3 separate regions of the Mus musculus genome follow, and all the other regions are linked to region 1. The links are chromatin contacts, called in public Hi-C and HiChIP or PLAC-seq maps. All regions are on one chromosome and are shown on one strand. Each heading gives the region's core, a stretch centred on a gene start, on an enhancer-like site or on the middle of the called end of the contact. The rest is flanking DNA. Distances are from core to core; before and after follow the strand shown. Region 1 overlaps Pcnx (pecanex homolog). Region 2 overlaps Gm30706 (a long non-coding RNA gene). Region 3 overlaps Map3k9 (mitogen-activated protein kinase kinase kinase 9).

Region 1 (4,431 bases), core at 511-3,010:
ACTGCACCGCACTGCACCGACTGAATCAATGGTTCCAGCCATTGATTCCCTTGGATTCCTACTTCTCCATATGACCCAGGTTGCCTGGGCTCACATTCACAGTGGTTTAAATCAATCTAATAAAAGAAAATTTCGCTGTTAACTAAGAGTCACTTGAGAGCATTTACTCTCAGTAGAATTGAATTCTACTTTATTTTTACTCAAATATCTTCCTTAGGAGACTTCCTACCTCTCAGATTACAAACTCAGAAGGAAAAACTTCTGCACTTACAGTGTTGTACTGTCTTCTCATTGCAGTTAGGAACTGCCTGCTACACATGGCAATGCCCTAACTCTCTCACATGGTCATTCTGCAGTTTCTGAAGTTCTGCAGTTCACGCTTACCTATCTGTTAACACCACTCCATGGTCCCAAGTTTTGCAAAATGGAAAGGAAGTCAATGAGTAAATAGCATATCAAGTTTTAGTAAACCTAATTTTGACTCCTTATTGCCATATAGTCCTCCAACTGACACATGAACTGGATAGTCACCTTTATAAAGAAAATCCCATGTAATAGGGCTCGATAAGATCAGAATGAATAAAGGCTTTCAAGTGAGTCTTACTTAAGAACAAGACTTTCTTTATTAACTTAAACCACTGTGAATGTGAGCACCGGAAACTTGGGTCACACAGAGAAACAGGAACCTGAGCGCATGGGCTGGGAGCCTGGCTTCAGTCAGAGCTTCACTGACCAGGCTGAGGACTGGGCTCTGGATCCTCAGTGCCCAAGAGAAAAGCCAGGTTGGGTCCACACAGACAACACCGAGCTGAGGAGGGAACCTGGGTCCCTGGAATTCCCTGGCCGTCCATTATGGCACATCAGCAGCAGTTCAGTGGGAGACTCTGCCTTGAAAAGTAAGCCACCTAGTATCTTCCTCTGGCTTCTACAGATATGTACATATGCACATGGTGGGTGAGTACACTAGCGCACATGCATGTACACACACACACACACACACACACACACCTCTGCATAAAGAAATAGGTTCTGAAGTAGCATAATATGCTAATGCACAAAGTATGTCTTAGGGTAAATTTGCTACAACTGAGAATTTAAAATATGCTGCATTTCCAAAAATTAACTTACATAATTTATGAGTATATTTACAGATATCTTAATAGATAATGAAATATTTTATAGTTATCAGTCACAAGAAGAGCCATGCTGTCCTGAGGACATTACACTTAGGATTATAATAAATCCTATGACAAGAGATGGACATACTGCAAAATGCAGGATACTTCAGAGCAATAAACGTATTAGAGAGCTTTCCTGTGTATCACATATTCAAATAATTTTTAAAAATTAAGGTTGTCTCAAAAACCACCTAAAATTCGTATTTTTCCACATGGTATTTCTGGGAATAATAGAAACATCCAAATTATTATAAGAGAATATTAGTTATAAGGAACAGTTATTAGCACATTAGCTGCCTATTAGTAGTAGATATGCTCAAAATAAAAAGTACAATGAAAAGAAAGAGAAATACAGAAAGAAAAAGTAAGTCATTCTCTTAAACTCGGCAAACAAACCCAATAAACAGTGCCTGATGCATAGCTCCAATAGAAAGCCATCTCAGGAAAGGACCGCAATCACTCTTACCCACTGACTGTCAATTACAAGTTTCCAACCACAGAGATTACATCAGGCCTGCATACCAAGTTCATCGTGCAAACTGCTACCGCCTACGGCAGATGCATGGTCATGTGAGGCTTCTAAGTGGACACTCCCTTTTCTCACCAGCAAGGAGGCACTAGCACTGAGCACTGCAGCCTGGGATGGGGGGCGGGACTGGACCTTGACCTGGGCTGTGGACTGCTGGCCTTGCTGACCATCTTGAAGGCTAGGAGAGAACATGGAGTGGGGAGACATTACAGGGAAGAAAAGAGAAAACAACAGCTAGAGTGAAAGCAATACAGATCACAGATTTCAAAATGACACTTTCAAATCGCCCAGGAGCCGCCATGGAGCTTCGTACAGTCACAGTTTACACTTGCTCTCGTCCTTACCCATCCGACTCATAGAGGAAAGCAGTGTGTACTCAATAGGGAGGTTAACTGCCAATCTGCAACTTTCTTCCAGCTCAACCCGACTAGATTCTAGAGTGAAGAAGAGAGCAAGGAGTCCGGAGTGTGCTCAAGTGAGGTGGCTCGGTGCTGGGCTCCGACAGGTAAATTTTACCTTGTAATAATTTGCTGCTTTCCCTCTAATGTTCTAAGATCTCAGATTCAGATACACAATAAAACAGTTCCTACACACGCGAAAAACAAAGAATCTCTATCAAATGCAACCAAAATACAAAAAAAAAAATAACACAATCTACTGCAAAAGAACCAAAAAACATGACTCAACTGAGTGAAACACGACTTTATAAAGTACTATTTATAATAGTTTCTATATTCTGAAATAAGGCTACATGTGTTACATACAAAACATACATAAAAAACATGTTCTCATCACTGTTACATTCTTTTCCAGCCCATATTGTAATCTCATTAAAAGCAATCCATTATTTTAGAAAATCTTAACAACTGGGAAACCTTAATTTCCCAAAGATATTCTAATAGTTTTATAAAGTTTAAAAATTAGTATTTGTTAATATAAATTTCTTTTTATCATTTATAAAACTAATTTTCCTATATTATTTACTCATTTTCTTTTATACTTAAGATACTATAAATTTCATTAACATTATTTATATAAGCTTTACCCTAATTTAAGCTGATGTAATTCCTGAAATGTTTTAACTGTCATACAGCATTGTACACACGATGCCCCAGCGATGTTTCACTCTGTGAATGTGACTGTACTCCGAGCAGTTCCAGACACTGTCACTAACATAACCAGGCACTAGAAAAAGAAGAACGCTGCCCAGGGTGGCCTTGCTTAGCTTACCATTTCTATGATATTATTTTCTACTAAGACTCTGACCCTTGAATCCACTGCAATCAAAGCCTAGACACTGCTGACTGACAGTGATGTGCAGGCTAAGCTGTGGCTGCAGCAACTACTCTGATATCACTCGTGCCAACTGTATTTCAATTACAGGTAGGAGCCACCAAAGTGGTCAGTTGCTAATACTGGCTGCTTGCCATACAGGAGGACAGCATGCGTTACAGAACATTAATCCTGCCACGACAGGCAGACATTAGCATGTACTCTGAAGGTCTGACTCAGCCACTGTCAAGCGCACGTTCTAAGAAGCGAGCCTGCGCGTTCTGGTTCTTGTTCACACTGGCATTAGCCACTTAGCAGTTTCCTTCGAGTATTTTCCCAGCAGCTACTAGTCAAGGGAGGGTCACAAGAGCCTGGTAACGCAGCTCAGTGGCAGAGCCTTTGCCGACGTGTTAAGCCACGGGGGCACCTCCAGCACTACAAATTTAAAGAAGAAAAAAAGACGATCTTGTTAATTAAATAGCTTTTATTTTCCATATATGACTGATGTGTCCCTCTTCATCAGAAGCAATCTAAACTTATCCATGAGCCTCATCAAAATGAACTCAACCAGAAAATTTGTACTCAAAAATTTTCTATCAGTTTTTTTTCACTTAAAGTCATAAGAAAGATCATATTTTAATGTGAACAGATCTGAGAGAGAATATCCTAGTCATCAAACTACCAATGCACAATGTCTATCCAAATATACTCAATGTTTTCAAAATATTAAGCAGTGCATGGAAGTCAACTCCCAAATAAATGAAGGAAATTAGTCAAAATCTATTACTCTAGCTATGGAGTCTTAAAGACCTAAAGACAGTAATAAACATTATACTCCTTACTTCCTGCTTTCAAAACCTTCATCAGCAACAGGAAAAGCTGGCTTTTTAGCACAAATGGCCAATAATCACATCCCCAAAGGGGATACTAACTAGTTTAACAGGCATGAGTATGGTGTGAATATAATTTTTCTTTCTTCTTTCCTTTTTCCTTTCCTTTCTTTCTTTCCTTTCTCTCTTTCTTTCTTCCTTCCTTCCTTCCTTCCTTTCTTTCTTTCTTTCTTTTCAGAGTAGTAAATATTTTATCACACAGTAAAAGGAAATCTAAGTCTGTCATTATGGGCTGGAAAGTAAGCACACTGACAAACATTCCCAATTTAAATGACAGACATACAGCTGGTCTTGGCCATCTCCTCCTCTATACACCAAAATGGTGCCTGGCAATTCTACCTCACATTGTCAGTTACCTTAGTATCTCTCCAACTAAAATGTAAGTCCTAAGAGTATTATTCCAGTATGCCAAAGAATATACAGGTTCCAGAGGAAAAAAATGTCCTGAGTATATATATAAAAAAAATGATGAATTCATCTGAACACAAAATGACCTCATAGATTTCTAACCACATGTTCTCAAAAATGACTGTGACCTCATTTTATTACAGACCTTTTCATC
Region 2 (4,455 bases), core at 1,515-4,014, 140 kb after region 1:
GCTGCCCTGAGGCTGCCCCCAGCACTCCCATCCCCCCCAACCCCCAGCCCCACCCAAGATTGTTTGCCTTTGCCTATGATGTAATAAGGGAAAACATAGAGCTAAGGAATATGAATCCAAATTTGACAGGGATGATAAGCTTTTAAACTCCCAATAGAGCAAACCTAACCCCAGGATCAAAGGGAAAATTGATCCAGTATGGATTGATCAGTGGCCCCTTCATAGAGAAAAATTAAGATAGACCCAATTCTATTAGAGGAACAATTGCAACCTGGACATATAGAACCTTCAGTGAGACCTTGGAATTCCCCTATTTTGGTAATTAATTACATTATAGTTTTGTAAATAAAAAGACAAAAAATAAATTTCAGCTGCTGTATGATTTCAGGGGCATAAATGTTCCTGTGAAAACAAATGGAGGCTCTGCAGCTGGGGCTCCCCATGCCTACTGTGGTTCCTCAAGGACACTCCACTATTTAGTATCAGTGGAACATTTTGCCACAAGCGATGAACACATTGTCAAACTATGTGACAATATTACGTATGTAGGCACTTAATGAAAACATTGCCCCACTGTGTGACAATATTATGTATGTAGGCACTTAAGCTGGCGCAGCCTAAAGCCCTTCAGGCATTGGTCACTCATTGTATGAATGTATTCTCTGCTCATGCTTTCCTAATCAATACTTAAATGGATGCTTAACTTTCATGGTAAATGAACTAAAAGAAGAAAATGTAGGGGCTGGAGAGATGGCTTAATGGTTAAGAGCACTAACTGCTCTTCCAAAGGTCCTGAGTTTAATTCCCAGCAACCACATGGTAGTTCACAACCACTCGTAATGGGTTCCAATTCCCTCTTCTGGTCTGTCTGAAGAGAGCAACAGTATACTTCTATACATAAAATAAATAAATCTTTAAAAAAAGAAGACTGGGCAAGGGTGGCATACACCTTTAATCCCAGCACTTGGGAGGCAGAGGCAGGCAGATTTCTGAGTTCGAGGCCAGCCTGGTTTACAGAGTGAGTTCCAGGACAGCCAGGGCTATACAGAGAAAACTTGTCTTGAAAAAGAAGAAGAAGAAGGAAGAGGAGGAGGAGGAGGAGGGGGAGGGGGAGGAGGAAGAAGAAAGAGGAGAAGAAGAAGAAGAAGAAGAAGAAGAAGAAGAAGAAGAAGAAGAAGAAGAAGAAGGAGAAGAAGAAGAAGAAGAAAATTTAAACTTAACTCCAGATAAGATACAAAGTGGTCACCATATAATTATTTAAAATATATTCTCACTCAACAACAAATTTGCCATTATCCCCTCTCAGTCTAAATTTTCCGAAGCAATGTACCCTCAAATACTTAGAAAAGATTTTGGGCCATGTCAATTGGATGTGTTCTTAAAGCCCATGTCCACAGTGACACATCTACTCCAACAAGGTCACACCTCCTAATAGTGGCACTCCCTGGGCCAAGCATATATGAGCCATCACAGCAACTTGTGCCACTTGTTAGTAGAGAGCCTACAGAAATCACTGTGCCATTAAATAGAATTCTGGCTGATTATTTTGTTCCACGATGATCACAATTGGCAGGTAGCAATCACATGTTACTTGGGATCTATAAGTATTAGTTATCCTAAAGATCCCTTTAAGAATTGTTTAAGATACCCCATGGGTGTTCCTTAAAATTACATCTAGAGATCCTATAGAGATCACTGTTAAAAATGGCTCTTCAAAAGCACGGGAGCTTATGTCTTATATACAAGTTCCACACCCTCCGCATACACCCAGCCCTGGTTGTGCAGCTCAACAGTCTGAACTTGCTGCAGCCAACCAACTTTTATTTGATGTTTCTCTGCATTGGATATTTTAGCACACTCTCCATTGGTGCTCAAATTGTTTCTGTTTTAGAAACTGTAAGACTAAGCCAGGCAGTAGTGGTGCACGTCTTAAATCCTAGCACTTCAAGACTTAAACTTAATCCCACCACCAATGCTAGTGCACAGTTAGTTCTGTCCCTATGGGCGCCTATACAACAACCACCTCAGCATTTTTTCTTTTCTTTTCTTTTTCTTCTTCTTTCTTTCTTTCTTTTTTTTTTTTATTAGGTATTTTCCTCATTTACATTTCCAATGCTATCCCAAAAGTCTCCCATACCCTCCCCCGCACTCCCCTACCCACCCACTCCCACTTTTTGGCCCTGGCGTTCCCCTGTACTGGGGCATATAAAGTTTGCAAGTCCAATGGGCCTCTCTTTCCAGTGATGGCCGACTAGGCCATCTTTTGATACATATGCAGCTAGAGTCAAGAGCTCCGGGTACTGGTTAAGTTCATAATGTTGTTCCACCTATAGGGTTGCAGACCCCTTTAGTTCCTTGGGTATTTTCTCTAGCTCCTCCATTGGGGGCCCTGTGATCCATCCAATAGCTGACTGTGAGCATCCATTTCTGTGTTTGCTAGGCCCTGGCATAGTCTCACTAGAGACAGCTATATCAGGGTCCTATCATCACAATCTTGCTAGTGTATGCAATGGTGTCAGTGTTTGGAGTCAGCATTTTTTCATAACTCACATTCACATGCATTCTCATATGCCAGACCTGGTAACATTCGCTAGTGCTCAAGCAGATGCCCTGGCCTCCTCCTCACCTCTAATACTTTCATTTCAGGCTGCTTAAAAGACTCATGAATTTCTTCATCAAAATGCAAAATTATTACAAGTGTAGTTCTCTACCTCATGAACAAGCGTGCCTGCCCTCTGTGTTCCTTGACCACCACTGCCCCCTGCTGGAGGAACTAATCCTTGCGCGTTAAACTCTAATGCCACTGGGGCAAACAGATACTACTCAAATCTCTGAATTTTGACATTATGCTCCTGTAACAGTTGATACTTGGAAAGAATACGATTGTTGCTTCTGTCTGCAGAACGATCTCGGATGCTGTCATTATTTATTATATACCTTTCCCTTTCCTGGACATCCATTGCAACTAAAAACTGGTAACGCTCCTGCTTATATTAGCAAACAACTTTTACAATGTATAAAATATTAATCATGTTGCCGGAACCCCTTTCAACTCACAGTGTCAAAGCTATTGTGGAATGACAGCGTTAACTACTTAAACAACAAATTTTAAAAATAAAATTGGGGACTATATCTTCACCTTAAATGCCTAGTGCTATGGGCATTTAAAATTTAAGCCATGGTTTTTAAAAAAATTTTTTTTTTACTTTAAAGGATAATGCTTTCTCCACTACCCAAAAGTGGAGGCACAGACATGGACACAGTATATGTTAAATGAAATATCTAGGAACCAATCAGTGGAAAGGGCCCCAAGTTCCTCTACCATCAGGGCAGGGTTACGCTCGAGTCTTTTCAGAAAATGAAAGAAGTCCCAGATGATGTCTGCTCCCATGACTAAGACAGCATCCCAGAGACACTGGACACATGAAGCATCTGAAGAAAGATAACAAGCACACCAAGAGGAGGCATCCCAAGAGGAAGAAGAAGTTGATGACTTGGGGGAGGCATCGAGACTTTAATTCATCAAGCTGAGACCTTGGAGAGACAAGGACCCAATGCTACTGACCCCCAAAATGATGATGCTATGTTTATTGACTATATTATAGGCTAATTCTCAGATTGTACAGAATCCAAATACTTTCCTTTCTGGAATGTGTTGTTTTAATGTGTCAAGATACTGCTCATATTCACATTGATGATCTGCATAAAGAGAAAGACACAATCTCTCAAGTGACCTTTGAAGGCCATCTCGATTAAGGTGGCTCTCCCTTTTCTTGGTCCTCTGCTGGCTAGTCCTATGGCTTTGTTAGACCAATTCTGCAGGCTATGCAGTCAAGCTTGGCTTATGCTATTACAGCCACAAAATTCTCTTTAAAAACTCAAAAGGGGGTGAGATAGGAAGTATGGCTGTCTTTTAAACACCAGAGAAACCCAGGATGTTAAGCACGCAGGGTTGTTCCTCCAAAAGAAGGAGTGTAGTGCCTGTTATCTGCCCAGAAGGCTAGAAATGGACATGGTTTCTGACCTAGTGACCTTTGCGCTATCTGTGACTTTTCTGGCACTGGATCACTCCCCTAGACCCTTATTGTAAAATTGTTTTTCCCAGTCAACCTATAGAACCTGTCTTTATGGACTGTACAAAGGGTTTCATATCTGATCTGTATTTAGCTTGTTTTGTTCCTGAAGGAGATTTGTGTGTGGTTTGTTGTACACATAGGATTGAGTTAATGATCACGAAAATAGTTTTCACCAAATGTGCTGTGTTTAAATATGTTTAAAGTAAACCACGTGGAATCTAACTCCAGTTTAAACCAACATCAGCGACTGAGTCATATGAGTCATGGTAAGCCAAACTGACTTCTTGTTTCTGGCAGCTCATATCTCTGCAGCCGGTTAAGGTCACAAAGACCCCTGTAATCGGGTCCCCCAGAACCAATGCTAACAACAGCGGTGAGC
Region 3 (4,333 bases), core at 1,017-3,516, 210 kb after region 1:
TGGACCTGGATGCTGAGGGGCAGAGCCAGGATAGCACTGTGCCCCTATGCAGAGCTGAGCTGAATGCACACGGGCCTTCCCCATATGAGATCCAACAGGAGTTCTGGTCTTAGTATAAAAAAGGCCAGGGTGGGCAAGGGAGAAGACGGAGGAGGCCGAGGGAGCTGGCTGGCACAGCCCGGTCTCAGGCCCCCTGGGATCCAGACCTCCTCCTTGCACTGAGAATGCACTTTGAAGATGGAAGGGGTGGGAGCAGGGCCACTTCGGAGGGTCTCCTGCCCTGCAGGATTTTTTCTCCATGTTCACTAGAGGGGCTGTGTCAGCTCTGACTGTATAGAGAGGGGTGTGCACATATGTCCCCACCCTCCGGTCTTCCTTTCCTTTTAGGGTGACACTACAGAGTCATTCAGCCAAATCCGTCTACTGCCTCTCCTCCTCAGCCAGCCATAGCTGTCCTGGGTTCCCTTTGTCAGCCCTGAGTCCTACCTGTTCACACATCTGTACTGATGTTCTGTGATCTGACTTATCGTCCACTCTTCCCACAACTCAGTGTCACCTTTGGTATTTGATGAGTGTCTCGTGTCCTAAGTCGTCCCGTGCCAGCTGATGGGGATAGGCTGGCCTTATGAAGGCCAGAGGGCTTGACAGATCAGGTACTGCCTACCTGTGCAAATCTCAGTGGGAACTGAGAGTTCAGAGGAGGAGGAGAGGAGAGGAGGCAGTCAGGAACGGTTTAGTCAGGCTGCGTGGGGAGGTAGAGTCAGGCCTTGGTTTGGTTTGGGTTTAAGTTTTAGAAACAAAGGCAGAAATCAGCACCTATGGCGTGGCGTGGGTTCAGATCATGCTTACACCAGATTTGAATATAAGCAGATTCATCTCAGGACTATCTGTTTGAAAGACACACTCACTGACCCCAGTTCTGAAGTCAGGAACAATGCCTGCATTTCTCTGTCTTGTTGAGCTTCCATTCCTCCCTCCGGTTCCTGGGCTTTAGGTCATATGTGATTCGCAGAGACACCTGAATTATGTCAATAGCATATGGGGCTGGGTCCTGGACCATGAGGTATGGAACTATGGGGATTTCTTCATTGGACTGTCCATTTTGTGATGTCCCTGAAGTAAACGGAACCCTTAGTAATGTTTGGGTGCCGTGAGGCAGTAGCATGATACAGTTCCTGAGGCGCTCACACCATCTCTGTCTCTATACACAGAGAGCCTTTGTGTTGGGTCCTGCACCATGAGCTGGGTAGCAAGAGACCAGAGAGGCTAGTGCTGACGTATTTAATATTTGTTTCTTAAACTTGAATATGGAGCTTCAAAGTGTTTTCACCCATTTTCTTTGCTGTCCATTCCCTCTGAGCCCCCGGTGTTGTGGGTGACAGTAACAACTTGGTTGAGGTTACAGTCCCCAGTGGTGTTGGAGTCTGTCTACTGGCTCTCTTGTGTTTGCCGCCTGGATGCCCAGAGGGTTAGAGCGGTCGGTACTCATGGTGCAGGTGACAGATTTCATCAGTGCTGTTTCTCTGTGAAGAACATATGAGATGACGTTGGTTCCCACAAGTTCTTTATGAGTTCATTTGCCCTTTGTCTCCACCCTGCACCCCCAGTTTCAGACAGGGGATCGGTGCTGACCATGTCAGCCAGAGTTTTGCTATAATATCTGATCTTCCCTCTTGGTTCTGTGAAGTGAGAATGGAAGAGGTTAACTTTGCCCCCCATACTCTAACCCCTCAGATTGAAGAGGGGAGCTCGTGAACCCCATTGTCCCAGCCAACCCAGTGATGATGCTCCACTGCTCCATCTGCACACCTTGCCTGCATTAAAGCTTTAGGGTAGGCTGCAGCTGGCTCCAGCCTGTGCTCCAGCCCCAAGCAGGGCTTGACTGTAGCCATCTCTCCAGGAAAGGCATAGTTACAGATGCAGTGTACACTGAGTGGCTGCTACAGGCCATTGAGTGACAGGTGGGATCTAGCCCATCTCCACCCAACATTCCGACAGAGGAAGGCCTTGCTAAAGAGATGATCGTACCTGAGAGACATGTATACTGCTGCAGTGAGTTAGCGTGGGTTAGTGTGGGGGGAGGGGTCTTGTTGAGCTCCGACAAACCTGTGCAGTGCTGGCCCACTGCCTGCCACTCTTCCGTGCGAGCGAGCCTAGAGATGGGGCAAGTGTTAAGAAGTTACCATTTGTGTGACATAGGTTCCCATATCTGTGGTCATGGTTAGGACGAGGCTTGGTAGCTGTGAATATACCCACTTAAGTGACAGTAGCTTCCCCCTTTCACTTCCCTTTCCTCAAAGACATGGCTGTCTGCTCGGAACATGTGTCCGCTACCTTCAGGCTGCTAGCAGGATTGGATACTGCTCTTTTCTGTGAGTCTTCTCATGCCTTCACTTGCCAGTGCTTATCCTTAGAGACCCAGGCTGTTGCTGGGAACTGAGGAGATGCCTCCATCGCCACTTCCAGCTATTTCCGGGAAGCTGTCGTGGATGCTCTTCACGTGGTGTTCTTTGACATCCCTGTGACCTTGTAGGCATCATAATAACGATCACCTACATTTGAACAACTCAGAACAGGGATGTTTTCCCTTCTGACCTTAAAAGAAAAGTGACATTATTTTCCTCACATTCAATACACTTGTCTCAAAAACAGGAAGACAGACAGACAGACAGATGCTGTTTGGATGGTTGTGTCTGGCCAGAGCTCTGAGCCCGGCCCGCCTCCTCGGTTCCTCTTTTCTTGCATGACTCTTGTCCTGTGTCTTGATCCCTCTCAGGTTTCCTTCTAAAAGCCTTTATCATACACTTCCCTTGCAAGGGCATTGAGACATTGTGGCTCCCTGCCAGCTCGAGGGCCAGCTCCTTCCCCTGCACGATGAATGTGCTGAAGCTGACAGCATGGCTCACCATCTTTGCCTCAGGGCATCTTGCCTTAGTTTTATCCTTTGGCTTCTGGAAGATGAGTGATGTGGAATTGGTTGAACATGATTAATGGGCACCCAGGCCAGGCGCATGCTCTCCCACCACTTCATGTAGCCCAGGTGACTACATGATCATTTCCTAACTCCCTCCCCCACTTAACCTGGTCAGCTGGATGTCCTTACCATTGGTGTCTTACTGAGGAAACGGGGGCTGGGTGGCCTCTGGTTTTTGAGGATCATCCCTAGGGTCATAACTTGCTAGGAATCGAAATCAGGTCAGTTCTGGAATAATTGTTAGGAAAAGGGTCCCTAGGCATGGAACATCATGTGACAAAGGGTAATACTCCTAATAGAATCCCTTTACCCTCAGGCTGTTGCTCAGGGACACAAGACTTTGCAGGGTGTCTAGACCCAATCCTGGCTCCATGCTGTTGCCCCATGAGAAGGACCATTCTTAACTCATGAAGTTCATGTCTTCTGTGCATTCTCTTCTTTCCTCTGCTACCCCACCCCAACCCCCATAGCTGCATCTCCCACTTGCTAAGCAAGGGCCTACCAATATCAAGCTCTGAACAGAGTAAAGAACAATGGGCCCTAAAGGCTGTGGCTGTGAGTGGACACCTCCGGATGTAAGTGTCCAGGGGTGCTCCACCACGGGTGTAGAGCCCCCGACTTTTAATCATGTTTATTTGATCATGTGCCTTTGGATGGGTGTGTAATTGCGAGATCCGACAGGTCAGAAGCACACATGTCTGCCTCTAGAAGGCCTGGGAAAGAGGCATGTCCTAGTGTTGGTGAAGTACTGAACTTCCTCTAAGGACTTGTGTAGACTGGAATTGAGGTAGAGGTAAGAGTGGCCCTCAGGGAGTTGTGGTGGCAAGAACCTGGCGACTTCACCTGTCCATTTTCAAGCCGAAGTTTGCCGATGTGTGACCCTCAGAAGGCCTCCCGTGAGCTGGGGGTGATGTCCACTTCTCTGCTTAAGGCCCTAACTTTAAAACCTACCATCTTAGCTAGGTTCCGGGGTGCATTCCTAGAAGCCCAGCTACACAGGAGGCTGAGGCAGGGCAATTGCTTTAGCCTGGGGTGTGATGTCAGTCTGGGGCAACATAACAAGGTCCTGTCTCTTAAATGTGTGGAGCCAGAGCCCCAGCTCCAACACAGATGGCTTCACCTTGCAACACTGCTTCCCTTGGTGGAGAAAAGTGAGAATGTGAAAGATGAAAAGTGAGGTCAAAGGCTAAAGTTGCCTATTCCATATGGCTCAGTCATATAGCACTTGTCCTTGGCTTGACCTGAGAATGACTTCCTGTTATGACACAGTTGTTGAAAACACATTTCTAGATGGCAAAACAGTATTTTCCTAGTTCAAAAATTGCAATAAAATCCGCATATAGAAGGAGAAAGACCCTT

The links. A called contact is a pair of places that touch in the nucleus more often than the background predicts. HiChIP or PLAC-seq counts read pairs in DNA pulled down with a chosen protein or histone mark.
Region 2: a Hi-C map of bone marrow-derived macrophages shows a contact between it and region 1, with 33 read pairs. The contact joins two enhancer-like sites. A contact is called at or near these places in 15 of 39 promoter capture datasets (the 3T3-L1 cell line, the HPC-7 cell line, cranial neural crest and 9 more), 6 of 15 datasets of contacts at CTCF or cohesin (CD8 T cells, the NIH/3T3 cell line, embryonic stem cells and 2 more), 39 of 484 Hi-C or Micro-C datasets (the 3T3-L1 cell line, B cells, the THB-7 cell line and 14 more), 18 of 115 datasets of contacts at active chromatin or transcription factors (the HPC-7 cell line, bone marrow-derived macrophages, craniofacial prominence and 10 more) and 3 of 9 other capture datasets (adipose tissue, liver and pancreatic islet).
Region 3: a contact with region 1 is called in an H3K4me3 HiChIP or PLAC-seq map of bone marrow-derived macrophages, with 4 times the contacts expected there. The contact joins two enhancer-like sites. A contact is called at or near these places in 2 of 484 Hi-C or Micro-C datasets (granulocytes and peritoneal macrophages) and 1 of 115 datasets of contacts at active chromatin or transcription factors (bone marrow-derived macrophages).

What each region holds. Positions count from the first base shown.
Region 1 is chr12:81,930,985-81,935,415 of GRCm38.p6, reverse strand. It overlaps Pcnx (pecanex homolog), which reads right to left. Exons shown (of 36, transcript NM_018814.3): 8 at 1,701-1,885. Among named protein-coding and RNA genes, the nearest start is that of Pcnx, 73 kb to the right of the region's middle. Within about 2 kb of position 1,760, at least 59 of the 459 cell types and tissues checked have an H3K27ac peak or open chromatin away from gene starts, as enhancers often do. A contact at or near this core is called in bone marrow-derived macrophages and peritoneal macrophages, where this site is marked.
Region 2 is chr12:81,795,045-81,799,499 of GRCm38.p6, reverse strand. All of the region lies in intron 5 of Gm30706 (a long non-coding RNA gene), which reads left to right. Among named protein-coding and RNA genes, the nearest start is that of Gm46366, 6.2 kb to the right of the region's middle. Within about 2 kb of position 2,764, at least 2 of the 459 cell types and tissues checked have an H3K27ac peak or open chromatin away from gene starts, as enhancers often do. A contact at or near this core is called in bone marrow-derived macrophages, where this site is marked.
Region 3 is chr12:81,717,819-81,722,151 of GRCm38.p6, reverse strand. Map3k9 (mitogen-activated protein kinase kinase kinase 9) reads left to right here. Exons shown (of 11, transcript NM_001174107.1): 11 at 1-4,333. The coding sequence ends at 113. Among named protein-coding and RNA genes, the nearest start is that of Map3k9, 61 kb to the left of the region's middle. Within about 2 kb of position 2,266, at least 87 of the 459 cell types and tissues checked have an H3K27ac peak or open chromatin away from gene starts, as enhancers often do. A contact at or near this core is called in bone marrow-derived macrophages and peritoneal macrophages, where this site is marked.